Linked DNA regions of Sus scrofa: all the other regions are linked to region 1. A link is a contact called in public HiChIP or PLAC-seq data. All regions are on one chromosome and are shown on one strand. The core of a region is the stretch at or near the end of the contact, and the rest is flanking DNA. Distances in the headings are between cores, read along the strand shown.

Region 1 (2,794 bases), core at 167-2,666:
TGGTGTAGGTCAGCAGCTACAGCTCCAATTCGACCCCTAGCCTGGGAACTTCCATACGCCGTGGGTGCGGCCCTAAAAAAAAGTGTTAGCTCATATTGTGCTCAGAATAATAAAGTCAGGTCAGCAGAGAAATAATACCCTGTTGTCATGTTGTCCAACTCTAGTCACATTTCACTTAATGCACAGCAACAAAGAAGGGGGAAATTAAGGCCGACAGAGGAGGATAAAGGATCGGTAATATAGCTGGGGAGAATGGGATGGCCAGGGATGAATCCTGCCCCCTATCGCCATCCTTATGTTCTAGCCAGGACATAGTTTTTTGTTTAGAGGGAAAGGGAATGTGCAGAGAAGCTAAACAGGAGAGGATGCTCACCCCATGATCCTACGCTCGGAGTAAGCCTTTCGCTTGTTGGTGAAGGGGGCAGCAAAGCCCATAAAGGAACGTCTGGGAGATAAGTCAGCCTCAGCCGCCAAGACCTGGACAGCCCGGGGCAAGAAGAGGCTGCAGGACATCAGAAATCTAAGGCCAAAAGGAAAGGAGAGAGAAACGTCACGAATCTTTCCTTGTGTTCCTCAACCAGGTGAAAGTGAAGAGGGGCATATCCCCGAGGAAGGTCGTCCAGACAAGCTTTCCCCCTAGCACCTGCTGCAGCCCGCCAAGCTCCCCAGCCAGGCAGTCACGAGTGCGAAAAGGTCGAGGGCGGCTGAGGACAGTGCCCAGAGAGGAGATGGGAAAAAGCGGGGTGCGTGCGAAGCTCCAGTTGCCTTAGACTGGAGGGTACGCTGTTGCTGAATGCGAGGGCTCTAAAGAAACATCATAGTCCGCTGAGCCTCGCCAACCGCATTGGTGCAGGATGCCCATGAGGGGCAAGAAGTGGTTCGGTACCCACCCTGGGGACTCCGCCTCGCGAAAAACTCGCAAAAGAGTCCCCAAAGCTCTGCATTAGATGCCACGGTGCCGCTGCCGTCCACGCTGCGCTTGCAGCCAGACTCGCAACCCTCCATCACGGAACTTCGGGGTACTGGAAGACCCTCTTTGCTCGCGCGCTGCCTCCCGCACCACCGTCTCACCTCATTGGTCCTGGCGGTCGCAGAGGGCCCGGGGGCGGGGCCGGGCGCACAGAGAAGCCACCGCAACCCCGGGCAGCGGCGCGCGTACCCGCCGGGAGCCGCCGCGCGCCCGCCGAGGCCATGCGCGCGACCCTCCCTTGCCCTTTTGGCTCTGATACCCGCTGCGCCTTCCTCACTCCAGAGGAAGAGCGGAGGGAAGCGATCGCTGGGCGAGTTCAGGGCCCCCGAGGGCCGGGCCGGCGGCTCCTCCCGCCCGGGCGACTGGGTAGCCTAGAACTGAAGCCGCGACCGCTGCTCCCGCGGCTCTCAGTACCCCCACGTCACGCTGTTGCCATGGCTCAGGACCCGGAGAGGGGGGAAGGAAGGGGACCACGCGGCCTGTCGGGAGATGTAGTTTCGCACCTCTGGCGAGAAAAGGGAGCTGGAGTTAGTGTTTGAAAGGATGCAGAACGAGGTCGCCAGGGAAACTAATTTAGCGAGTCCGTAGTCACAGACTTGATACATAAGCACAGAGGCGACTTCATGGGCCTGTCGACTGCAGAAGCCCGTGGGTCTTCTGAATGTTTTTCTTAGAACCTTTACCATATTTTGCCTTGTTTATAGTTAGAAGTTCCTTTGATCTTTGTAGCCTCCATAGTGCCTAGTATCTTTGAGAAAGAAAATTAAATTAACCTTCCAAGCTCTGGGATAAGAGTTTGCGTAGTTTTCTCTTTTGATATTTATAGAGGGAGTTCTCTTGTATCTCAGTGGGTTAAGGATTCAGCATTGTCACTGCAGCTCAGGTGGCAGGGTTCGATCTCTGGCCGGAGAACTGTAGGTACAGCCAAAAAAAAAAAAAAAAAGAAAAGAAAAAGAAAGAAAAAGATGTTTATGCTATTGCAGTGCAATTCAAGCCTCTCTGCTTTAGTCTTTAGAGCATAAATCTTTTTTTTGTGTGTGTGTGTGTCTTTTTGCCATTTCTTGGGCCGCTCCTGCGGCATATGGAGGTTCCCAGGCTAGGGGTCCAATCGGAGCTGTGGCCGCCAGCCTAAGCCAGAGCCACAGCAGGGCAGGATCCCAGCCGCGTCTGCGACCTACGCCACAGCTCACGGCAACACCGGATCGTTAACCCACTGAGCAAGGGCAGGGATTGAACCCGCAACCTCATGGTTCCTAGTCGGATTCATCAACCACTGCGCCACAATGGGAACTCCAGAGCATAAATCTTTAGCCATGCCCTCCACATTCAGGAAATCTTTAGCTGAGTAGTGTTGTGAGGGTGAGGGGATACAGCTAGCATCCATGAGGATGAGGATTTGATCCCTGGCCTTGCTAAGTGGGTTAAGGATCCAGCGTTGCCATGAGCTGTGGTTGTAGGTCCAAGAGATGGCTTGGATCCTGTGTTGCTGTGGCTGTGGCTGGCAGCTGCAGCTCTGACTCGACCCCTAGCCTGTGAACTCCCATATGCTGCAGATGCCCCCTCCCCCCAGAAAAGGAGTTCTCTTGTGGCTCAAGAGGTTAAGGATACAGCCATTGTCACTACAACAGCTTGGGTCTCTGCTAAGGCACGTGTTCCACCTGCTGGCATAAGAACACCTGCTGGGGGTAACTGCCAAAAGAAAAACAAAGACTGTTACTTTGGGGTCTAATTGTTGTATGGAACAGAGATATCTTGTCCAGAAACAGGGGACTGGGGACAGATATAAACTCTCCATCTCTCCCCTTGGAGATTGGCATTCATTTT
Region 2 (2,794 bases), core at 132-2,631, 120 kb before region 1:
TGAAGAAAGAGACTGTGGGAGGGGCATGTACTTCTTTATTTTTAAATTTATGTGTGTGTGTTTTTTTGCCTTTTGCCGTGTGAAATCTTTCAAGTTGCATTCATGAGCTGGTTGGTGCAAACTTCCCTTCCTCCCCATCCCACCTCTCTTCGCCGCTGTGCGTGCATGGTTGTTTGTATGACTGTGAGTGAACATGGCTATGTCTGAGTTTGGGGGCATGGCGTGAGAGGTAGGGAAGGGAAAAGAGGTGTCATCCTACACCTTCCTCTCCCAACCTGGTGTGGTAAGTACAGGACACCAAGACCTTACGGCCTTTACCATAGTGCCAGTCAAGTGTATGGCTCTGGGTTTCTGAGGGAGCAGGGAAGCAGTTAGTTACTCCTTAGAGGAGGCAGGTGGAGAGAGAAGTGCAGGAGACTGAGGCATTCCAAGGGTTGGGAGAAGCAGCTGAAAGTTGGAGAGGAAATGGAGGTGTCCACCCCAGATCAGGATGCAGTTGTACCAAAAAGTTTTGGAGAAGTTAACAGGAGAGTGTAGCTTACTTATCTCAGGGATGCTTGCCCCAGGGACTTGGGTGGGGAAGTAGCTCTGAGAAAAGCGAACACTGGAGTTTGAATTGTTCTGTAAATCCACATCAACCTGTCTACACCACTTGGCTGGGTTTTGTTTTCATTCTGGCAGGATGGATCTCTTGGAGGCCCTGGGCCATTGAGCTCCCCAGCTGAATAAAGGGTGGGTGAACCTAGAATCTGGAAAAATTAAGTAGCTATCCTCCCTGTGTGGCCTCCAGGCAGATGATATTTAAGCCCAGAAGAGCTCCCTTAGGCCAAAACAGGAAATCTGATGCCTGGAGCAAAGGCAGAGGTAGGGGGAAGTGGTGGGAGAGAATTTGACCCTCAAGAGTTTTAATTTACAGCAGACCAAAACACTCTTCAAATGGCATCTTTCCGCTTTTATCACCAGTTCTAAAGTCGTCTTTATTTTCCTTTTCTGTGTTTGTCCTTTCACTTTTCTCTCATCTGTCCTTCTCATCTTCAGCAAATCTCTTCTAACTCTACACATGTCCCAGAAATTGATTCTTTCTATCCAACTCTTAATAATTCAAGAGACACCGTTTGATCCCTATCTTCTGTTGATGGGAAAATACTCATCTCAACAGGGGCCAGAGGAGACCCTGACCTAATGATCCTAATGATGAGTACTTATGTTAACCTCTTCCATTTTGAAGCCTCCTGCATGCTTCGCAAGCTTTAAACCTATACCTGTAGTAAGACAGACACCCCAGCCCAGCAAAAGACCACTTTCCCGCCTAGCTCAACTCTCCAATTCCTCACAAATAAAGCCTACCTTTTCTAACTAATCGTGGGTAAGACTTTGGAATAATCCACTTGACTAGGAGAAGGGGAAGAATGTCTGCACATTCACCTCTCCTCGGACTTAGATCCCAATTATTTTCATTCAGCAGGAAATCCACTGCGCTGTGAGTTTTGGCTCAATTTAAGGGACCGACTCAGATAAAACATTACTTGTACTCGCTTCCCTTTTTCTTAATTCATCACCAACATTCACCCCCCCCGCCCGCTCGGGGTCACATGGACCAGTCCTGTTCGCCCCGCCCCCTCCCTACGTAGGCGGGGGGCTGGTCTGGCGCTCCCGGGTGGCGGGAAACGTACTGCCCTGCGCGTGAGGGGCTCTGGTTCCGCGGGGATCTTGAAGACCGGCGGGGAGCGGGTGAGTGACGGTGTGGGCGAGAGGGCTCTAAGCAGCTTGCGTCCCTTCGAGCCGTGGGGGCACTCCTGGGAGGAGCGGAGTTCCCTTTCTTGCCACCCAGTTTAAAAGCAGGGGGCGGGACGCGCGCTTTAGGTGCGCACGCGCAATTCCCCACCCGGCGTTCTAGGTAGGTGCAGCACTGTTTCCAACTTACCTGGGATGGCCCCTTATTCTCCTCGTGCCACTCAGCACTGCTTTGCCCTCACGCGGGGTGGGGCTGTGATGCGAAGGGGCTTGGAACCCCTGAAGTAAGACAGGAGCTTCCCGGGCATTTCCACTTTGGAACTCCTTGTCCAGTTAAGACCTGGAAAAAAAGCCAGGTGGGCAGCTTGGAGCCAGAATTCACTGGTCGCTTGACTTAAATCTTGAGTTTTTATGAAATGAATTTCTCATTCCCTTCCCTCCTTTCCCTCGCTGGCCCATCAGCCATTAAGTTCCATCCCTGAAGCCACTCAGTTCTTTACTCGGCCCTTGTGCTGCCATTACATAATTACCTTTATAAAAGTCAATCTGGACATTTCAAATTAAATTTAAAACTCCTCTCTGGCCACCCACAGTCAGGTTTAAATCCTTAGTGGGTGTCCAGGGTCTTTGGCAGTCTGGCCCTGATCCTCTCAGCTCATTTTTTTTTCTATGTTTTCCTGTCTCATGCCCTTTATACTCACAGCCCTCAGAAAATTGTGCTCTTTCATGCCTCAGTACCTATGCTCCTGCTGCTCCTGCTGCTCCTTCTGCCAAATGAACTTCATTTTCAGGATTGAGCTGAATTGTACCTCTGAAAACCTCTATTTCCAGACATCCTAGGCCAAAGTAATCACTTTTTTCTTTGTGTCCCTGATGTATTTTACCTCTCTATTATCAGTGGCACTTATACAGCCAAAAGGTTACTGAGCTCCCACCATGAACTGTGTGTGCACTGTGCTCACGGGTGGAGAGAAATGAATAGAACAGAGTTCTGTTAGGAACTGGAACTGGGAGGAAGAACGCATGTAAATGAGTCCTCTGCAGTTACGGGATGACAAAG
Region 3 (2,794 bases), core at 80-2,579, 78 kb after region 1:
AGTCGGATTCGTTAACCGCTGAGCCACAGCAGGAATGCCTCTGGGTCTTCATTCTAATAAGATCTACAAGATGGGACATCTGTTCATGAACTCCAGAGGTGCCCTCTTTACCTGGGAATTCTAGTTTTGACTATACTAGCACAAGCACTGACATTCCCAACAAAACTTAACTCTTCTTCAACCAAATCCTTTGCTCTGCCCTCCCTAAAGAATGAAACAACGTATGCCAAAACTCTGCTTGCAAACCTGAAGTTACGGAACTCTGAAAGTGCCTTGCATCCTCGCAGCTAACAGAGTTGGTTGTGCATAATCACGCTTCTCATGATTACCCTCATCCCACACAAATCCAGGATTGGGACCTTCTGGCCCCTGTTTCCGAGACACGAAGTGCTTGAAGGGCAGGTGGCAAGACTAGAGTCTCCGTATAAAGGGGAAAAAAAGTGACCGTCACGAACAGGATTCGAACCTGTGCGGGGAAACCCCATTGGATTTCGAGTCCAACGCCTTAACCACTCGGCCACCGTGACTCACGAAGCTGTTCTTCGCCGCGCGCTTACAGAAGGGGTCCGCATAGCGACCAGGAAGGGCGTGTGACAGCGAGAAGCTGGGCCAGGCCTAATACACAACCCAATGACCTCCTCCCACCCCGCTCCTTACCGCTTCCTCCATGCGGCTCAAAGGAAGAGTCAAGCGGACCGGGTGACCCTAGGAGGGAGGGGCTCCCACCCAGCGAAGACGAGGGTCTTAAGGAGCGCCAAGCTATTTAGGAGGCGATGGCGAGGCCTGCAGAGGAAGCGGTTGGGGGAAAGGGGCTGGGTCCCACGGTAGCGGCTCCGGGATTCTTCGGGTTATGGGGTGAGAGGGGTACCTGGGACAAGGAGTTAGGAGCGATGGAGGCTCCGGAGAGTTTAAACGGGAGTCTCTTGGGGATGGATGAAAGGAAGGATCTTTTTGGGGAAAAAGACCTGGGGTTCCTTGGAATTAGGAACTCTGTCGGTTTAATAGCTACGAAAGCAGTCGCAGTCATGGGCTGGGGGCTCCTTAGGCAGGGGCAACGCTTTGGCGTGGTACAGAGTGTACCCCGCTCCCCCGGCTGAGAAGCAAGAAAAGGCTTCAGTTAAAAAGGGATCTCAGGGGAGTGTGCGCCCCCTCCAGGAAGCAGCCTCCTCCCCAAAGCTCTGGCCTCCGCCGCCGCCGCCGCCGGGGAGGCCGCCAGGGTCCGCCCCGCTCCCGGGGCTCCGCCGCCGCCGCCGCCGCGCCCTGACGGCCGGCAGGGGGCGCTGCGCGAGCCGGGGCCGGCCTAGGCGGCGGGAGGCGGCGGCCGCGGCGGCGGGAGGCGGCGGGAGGCGGGCGGAGGAGGAGGCGGAGGAGGCGGGAGCTGAGCTGAGCGGGGCGGGCGGCCTCGGCGGCGGCGGCGGCGGCGGCGGCGGCGGGGCCCGAGCCCGAGAAGATGGCGGTGCGGAAGAAGGACGGCGGCCCCAACGTGAAGTACTACGAGGCCGCGGACACCGTGACCCAGTTCGACAACGTGCGGCTCTGGCTTGGCAAGAACTACAAGAAGGTACGTGAGCAGGGCCGCGCGGGGGCTGGGGGCGGGACAAAGGGACCGCGGCCCCGCGGCCCCCCGGATCCTGCCCACCCTCCCGCGGCCCGCGGCCCCTCCCCCGCGGCGGCCGTAGCAGCCCCTGCGCGCCTTCCGCCGCCCCGCGCCCCTCCCCCAACCTCTTTTACTGCCCCCCCCAGCCGCTGATTCCAACCCCCGCCCCCACGGCTGCGCCCTCTGCCCCTTGTTTTTCTCCGTTGCCCCGGCGGGTCCCGGTGCCAGCTGCCCACCCATCCAAGCCATCGCCTTCCGGGCTTTTCCGGGAGAGACGGCCAGGGTGGACCCGGTGCCGAATGGGCACCCCCCCTACCCCCCGCCCTTACAACGTGCCCGCCACGGTGCCCGCCAGAGCTCCCCACGGAGCCAGGTACCAGCAGGTTTGAGGCCTCTCCTGTGCTTTGTGTATGTTCAGAGAGAGATGATGAAAGCAGAAGGGTAAACAGCCACAGAGCAGGCCCTTGACTGCTCATCAGCCTGAGAAAGGCCCCCACCCCGAGATCACCTGTCTCTACCGCTCCAACAGAACCTCTTTGGAAGGCAGAGTGTAGGAGTTCCAGGCAGCTACCCCTTCTAAAACCATTTTCAGGGTCACAATGAACTCACCCCACCACCTGGCCGTGCCTTGCCTTGGGTTTGGGGTTCAGGACCAGGATACACTTTATGTTTGTAGCCCCCCACGCCATAACAGGACATAATAAGGTAGTGAACAAAGGGTTCAAGAAGCCTTACCTGTCTTCTACCAAACCTGTTCCTGGTGGTGTCTTTGTCTTTAGGCCTGGTTGAAAGGAACATTGCTACATAGGGTTTTTCTCTGGAAACCGTCTGCCTCTCTCTTCCTCTCACTACCCCCAGTTAGGGGTTCTCTTTCTGACTTTCCTTCAGCTCCCCAGTTCTTCCTGCTCAGCTTTGCAGCCTGTCAGAAGCATGATGGGCGGTTTAGGAGAATGCCCCTCTGATCCTGGTCAGGAGCCTGGCCCTGTTCTGGAAGGTCTCTCCTCTCAGGTGTCAGGATCCTGACAAACAGCTGCTGGGTGTGTGGCTTTTCTGTACCCCAGTGTGAGACTCTTGTTCCCAGGCTTCTTACCTTTGATCTTTTGGAAGCGAGATCAGTCTAGGGGCTTAGGCTCTGACCCTGGGGGGATTGACAGCCGGTGACCTGGTTCAGCTTTCAAGTTCTTAACTCTTTCTGTC

Evidence for each region. HiChIP or PLAC-seq counts read pairs in DNA pulled down with a chosen protein or histone mark.
Region 2: a contact with region 1 is called in an H3K27ac HiChIP or PLAC-seq map of alveolar macrophages. The contact joins the enhancer-like site here to the promoter of COQ10A in region 1. A contact is called at or near these places in 5 of 47 Hi-C or Micro-C datasets (alveolar macrophages, embryonic fibroblasts, heart right ventricle and 2 more) and 1 of 2 datasets of contacts at active chromatin or transcription factors (alveolar macrophages).
Region 3: an H3K27ac HiChIP or PLAC-seq map of skeletal muscle shows a contact between it and region 1. The contact joins the promoter of SMARCC2 here to the promoter of COQ10A in region 1. A contact is called at or near these places in 1 of 5 promoter capture datasets (liver), 6 of 47 Hi-C or Micro-C datasets (embryonic fibroblasts, epiblast stem cells, heart right ventricle and 3 more) and 2 of 2 datasets of contacts at active chromatin or transcription factors (alveolar macrophages and skeletal muscle).

What each region holds. Positions count from the first base shown.
Region 1 is chr5:21,663,874-21,666,667 of Sscrofa11.1, reverse strand. It overlaps COQ10A (coenzyme Q-binding protein COQ10 homolog A, mitochondrial), which reads right to left and starts at 1,416. Exons shown (of 5, transcript XM_003126267.4): 1 at 1,072-1,416; 2 at 374-520. The coding sequence starts at 1,193.
Region 2 is chr5:21,786,383-21,789,176 of Sscrofa11.1, reverse strand. It overlaps MIP (lens fiber major intrinsic protein), which reads left to right. Exons shown (of 6, transcript XM_021092895.1): 6 at 1-137. Among named protein-coding and RNA genes, the nearest start is that of SPRYD4, 17 kb to the left of the region's middle. Within about 2 kb of position 1,381, at least 62 of the 83 cell types and tissues checked have an H3K27ac peak or open chromatin away from gene starts, as enhancers often do. A contact at or near this core is called in alveolar macrophages, omental adipose tissue and subcutaneous adipose tissue, where this site is marked.
Region 3 is chr5:21,585,312-21,588,105 of Sscrofa11.1, reverse strand. It overlaps SMARCC2 (SWI/SNF complex subunit SMARCC2), which reads left to right and starts at 1,329. Exons shown (of 29, transcript XM_001929168.6): 1 at 1,329-1,561. The coding sequence starts at 1,451. It overlaps TRNAS-CGA (a tRNA gene), which reads right to left and starts at 527; the gene lies at 446-527.